Regions from separate parts of the Gossypium hirsutum genome. Here region 1 is linked to region 2. Evidence: chromatin contacts called from public Hi-C data. All regions are on one chromosome and are shown on one strand. Each heading gives the region's core, a stretch centred on a gene start, on an enhancer-like site or on the middle of the called end of the contact. The rest is flanking DNA. Distances are from core to core; before and after follow the strand shown.

What was found. Hi-C and Micro-C count contacts between places; a contact is called where the count stands out from the background.
Region 1: a Hi-C map of leaf shows a contact between it and region 2, with 1.7 times the contacts expected there. The contact joins the promoter of LOC107926336 here to the promoter of LOC107926263 in region 2. A contact is called at or near these places in 2 of 34 Hi-C or Micro-C datasets (both in leaf).

What each region holds. Positions count from the first base shown.
Region 1 is chrA08:2,988,588-2,991,287 of Gossypium_hirsutum_v2.1, reverse strand. LOC107926336 (ribonuclease 3-like protein 2) reads right to left here and starts at 1,438. Exons shown (of 4, transcript XM_016857170.2): 1 at 780-1,438. The coding sequence starts at 1,286. LOC107926196 (a long non-coding RNA gene) reads right to left here. Exons shown (of 2, transcript XR_001692166.2): 1 at 2,611-2,700; 2 at 2,031-2,263.
Region 2 is chrA08:2,786,821-2,789,520 of Gossypium_hirsutum_v2.1, reverse strand. It overlaps LOC107926263 (xyloglucan endotransglucosylase/hydrolase protein 22), which reads left to right and starts at 1,365. Exons shown (of 3, transcript XM_016857062.2): 1 at 1,365-2,700.

The sequences.
Region 1 (2,700 bases), core at 189-2,688, 200 kb before region 2:
TGTATTACATTTTGATTAATTGAAATTATATAGCTCTACTGAGAGTGAATTACCCAAAATGCTGAAAATTTTGAAAAATTACTAGATTAGGTCATATTTTTCAAAATTTATCGGATTAGATCGATTTTAGAGAGAGAAGAAAAATGCGTCTCAGCATATTTGACAAGAAAATGTCTCCAGTTGAACGCACTTTACTGTCCAATCTGCTGAAGATAATTTTAAAATTTATATTTTCCACCAAATATAAATATCATAAAAAATTTCTAAAGAATATATAAAAATGTTAAAAATTTAAAAAATTCCTAAAATAATAATTTCTTAAACCCTAAATTTCAAAAATTATTACAAACCCTAAACAAAAATCTTTAAAAACCTCTAAACTCTAACTTTAAAAAGCTAAAAAAACCCTAAATAAATCATGGATAGAGAAGGAAAATGCATCCAATTAGCCGCATGGAGCGAAAACGCATGTCAAGCTAAAAGTCTTTTCTTACCAAATCCGTTGAAGTTTTTTTTCTCTATTTAAAATCAACTTAATCCAATAAATTTTGAAAAAACCAAACTAATTGGATAATTTTTCAAAATTTTCAAAATTTTTGAATAATTCGTATCGAATATTAAGGAGTTTACTACTCATTAAAGCAAATTATCGAGTACAAATTTTATTAAATTATTAAATTATGTTTTAAAACAATAATAAAAGGTATTAATACAAAAAAAGGTGAATAAACATATAAATAAAACTGAAAATTGGAGGAGAATTAACAGTTTCTGCTTACAATGAGGTCAAGAGGAGCAGTGTCTTTCCTCCTGACGAAGCGGTTAAGCCCATGCCTAGCTGCCACGTGCGCCAGTCTCTTGTTGCTTACACTTTTTTTCCGGAGCCGCGTAAGCTGGTCAGAGTTCAGTCGCGGCTCCAAACGGAAGAAATGGGTAGCAACAGCCAAGCCGAGCACCGCGTCCCCAATGAACTCCAGTATTTCGTACGACATGTCTTCGCGGCACGAAGAGTGCGTCAAGGCTTCTTCCAGGAGTCTTTTGTCTTTAAACTTGTATTTAAGGATCTTCTCCACGGCGGCGATTATCGACCGGTCCATGTTAGCGGCGGCGGAAGAAGAAGAAAACTTGTATTTCTTGACATGATTACGGTAAATTGAGCGACAGCAACGGCAAAATATTTGTAAAAGCAAAGCTAGGAGCACCGTCGCAACCGCCGCTCCGAAATTAGACGCCGGTTTGCCGTCGGCGGAGGCGCCGTCGTCGAGTTGGGTGAAGTGGTGTTCCATGGTGAAGTACAGTGATCGAATAATGAGACTTCGCTTACAATCCAAGCAATCCCAATAATTTAGCAGAAAGTAGGTTTTGGTAGAAAATAAAAGCTATTCCAAAGACAGACACACCATACTTTTTTGACATTGAAATTAGCTGCTTTTTTTTTCTTTTTTCTTTTAAGTACAGTTGGGGTTTTATCACTTTATTTTAAAAATATTTTAAATTAAAGTGTGAATTAATTTTTTTAAAAATTTTATTTATTTTTATGGTTTAAAGCTGGCATAATTAATAGAATAACTAGATAAATAATATATGGCGTGCTATGTGTACTTTATAATAGTGTACATGAACTAATTTTTTACCGTAAAAATTGATAATTTTTTTAATAGAAAGAACAATTTGTATAAGAATTAATTTGTCATTTTTTCAATAGAGGAGTTAAAATGCAATTCAACTCTTCTTCATGGTACTTTTACCATTCGAAATTACTATTTATGTTCAGGGTTCATAGTTATTTATTTCAACAATATTATCTCCTAAGTTCGAATCTATATTCTCCTCAAATGAATGTAATGTGTCTTATTACTACACCAACACTTGTTAATAAACCTTATATATCAATTAATTTGATGAAACCAAAATACAAATTTTGATTAATTTCATTTGGTTTTTATATGAATAATGCATCTTATCCTATATTGATTGTAATAGCCAATTTTGGCCTGGCCAACAAAAAAATAAAAACCCAAATAAAACAATTAAAAAGTCCAAATTTTTAATTCATTTACAATATATATGTGGCCCAACATTTTAAAACCCATTTCAGACCCAAAATACAAACCAAGCCAGCCCAAATCCTAGCCCAGTAGCTATCACAATTTTCAGCAAGCAAACACTAGTCCCCCATTCAGCCGCCGCTCCTCACCATTGGCCACCTCCCTTACCACCACCGTCGCATGCCTCCCCGCACAAGTCTGGTCGCTCACGTCACCTGCAAAACGAGACCAACATGCAAACAAAAGAAAATAACGAACAAAAGGACAAAAAAACGGAAGCAAACAACAAAGAAAAGATAACGGAGAAACAGACAAAGAATAGAAACAAAACGAGTGTGTATTCGGCTATAAAGTCGACTCTCGATCCCTTTGTATTTTTTTACGAACACTAGCAATCAAAAAGCAAAAAAACACATAAAAAAAGGTTGATTTCCGATTTTATTCTCTTTGTTTTCATTTCGTTTTTAATTTCTTTTTAATTTCCTTTTTTATTTTTACTTACAAATCTATTAAACAAAAGGGGCATAAATAATATAAAAAATAGAGGGGAGGAGAGTCTCACCATTATCTGCCGAGATTTCATCGCCGGAGGGCTCTCCTCCGTCGTCGGGATCGGACCGAATAGGGAGGGGAGAGATCCTCTTTCGCATCT
Region 2 (2,700 bases), core at 116-2,615:
TGGTACAACGCATTTTAGAGAGAGGGTTTATTGTCCGATTTGGTCCCTCCTTTTTGTTTGCACATTCGATTTGGTCCTTTCCTTCTTCATTTATTTTCAAATTCGCCCCGAACTTTCTGTTTCAAATTTAATTTAATCCCTTTTATTACTTGTTATTACTTTCATTACTATTATTATTTACACGTTATTATTATTACTTATTATTTTACTATAGTTACCTGATATATCATCATTATCATTATTATTATTTTACTTTTGTAACTTAATATATTAGTATTGTTATTTTTATTCTCATCGTCGTCATTAATATTATTATTATTATTATTATTATTAATGTATGTTTTTATTATATATGTATATATATGCATATATATTTATATATAATATTTTTATTTACTTTATTTTAATATTATTATATTATATTTGCTTTTTGTATTTCATTATTATTGCTAGTATTACTATCATTATCATTATTATTAACATATAGATATACATGTGTATTTTTCATGTACATATTAGTTTTTTCTACTATTATTACAAATATATTATTTCTGTGATTATATTATTAGAACATTATTTTTTATTATCATTTTCTTTATTGTGAATATTATTGTTATTTTTATTCTAATATTGCATTTTAATATTTGTCATTAATTGTATCATCCTTCGCAGTATTTACAAATTCCTATTGCATATGATTTTTTTTATGTTTTTAATAAATAAGGCAACATACCGATTTCAACACTAAGTCATTGATTTCATCGCTATGTTGGGTGGATATCATTGGCTCGTGTTAAAAACAAGACGTCCTTCTAAAAAACCAAAAAATTTTAATTCTCGTATTTCAAACGGATCGCGATTAAATATTAAATTAAACTTGTATTCTTGAGAATTAAGACAACGCGTGTTTAACAAGATACCAATTTTGGGCGTCGCGAGGGGACTAATACCTTCCTCGCGTGTAACCGACTCCCGAACCCTATTTTCCTTTGGATTTTTCGCGTACACCCAAATTCGGCCTTCATTTTTGTTCAAAAATATTTTTTTTTTAAAAGAGAGGATTTATTAGGTGCCCGATCACACCTAGAAAAAGATCGGTGGCGACTCCTTTTCTTTTTAAAACCGAAATTTCATTTTCAAATGTTTAAATAATCGCCTCAACTAGCGACCAAAGCGAAATTTATACGTCGCTACACAGTATAACCGAAAGAAATAAAGAAACTTATGATAGTCTCCTAAGAAATCAATGGGAGTCTTCAATCTTGACGGAAATCTAATTTAGAATCGGCTTCAATGGTGTTTTTCGAGTTATTTTCTTGAAAATTCTATAATGGCTCCCTTCTATCTTTTTATTTTTTTGTCATATATATGTCTTAGAATGCCTAAAAAAACCTAAAAATCATGATTTTTTGCTATTCAGAGTGCAAATCCGCGCAATCGACACGACCTACCATACGCTCGTATGATAGCTCATGTGGGTCACATGGTCGTGTGAAATGGGCCGGCTCGTATAGGTCCTATAGCTTGCTTTGATTTTTTAGTTTTTACTCGTTTTTCGCTCATTTTTCTCCCAAATGCTCTATTAGGCATCAAAACATAAATTTAAAGTATTAGGAGTATAAAATTCCCAATTAACGTCAAATTATCACCTAAAAACGCATTAAAAATGAGGTTAAAACATATTACTTTTAATACTTATCAATACTGTAAAAAGCTAATTGATGTAATTCTTTTATTTAAAGTAATTTATATTTGAGTATAGATAATAAATGAAAAGAAAAAGTTATCTATAAATAATAAAACCATCTCCTTTGATAGCCATTAGGAGTAAATAGGGGTAGTTTAGGTATTATAAAAAATTAGTAGAAGTAATTTAGGTATTAAAATTTAATAAAGACAATTTAGTATTTTGAAAAATAATTAATTTTTATAATTTTTAAATTCTATTTTTGCATTTAAGTTACTTGTGTTTTTTTTTATTTTGCTACTTAATGTTCAAATATATTTTTTTAACAAATTTAAATTTTATTTTTCTATTTTAATTATTTGTGATTAATTTCTACTTAATGATTAAATAATTCATTTATGTCTATTTATCCTCAAAAGTAGAGGGTTTAAATTTCTGAAAAAAATAGGAGGATTAAAGTATATTTTAGCCTTCAAATTTATACTCCATAATTTGAGATAAACGAATAATCAACCTAACGCGAAGCATGAAAATCATTTTAATTTTCATTGAAAGAATGTTAAAAATGTGAATTTGGTTAGACATTTTTATAATTAATTTAATTATTAATTTTGTTTGAGATGATGAGATAAGTGGATGAGGTTTTGTTGGTCCCAAAAATTAGTCAATCAACAATAACAAGGGGTGAAATTAAAAAATCCCTTAAGAGTCGAAATTAAATTGTAATTTTTACGGTAGAAAAATATAATTTTATCATTTGAATAGACTATATTTTTATAATTTTTAAAAGATTAAATTAAATTTTTATATTTTTAAGTTTAATCAAAGTGTAATTTTATCTTTACTAATTTAAAATTTAAAAAAAATTTAAAAAATCATATGAAAAAAATTTGCTATTCTCCCCTTGTTTCGCTATTGACAATGACTCACATTAATTAACACTACTGATTTTAAGCTAATGAAATCTTTCAGTTCACTCAAATTGCACAACAAATCAATCATGTTTATTTTAA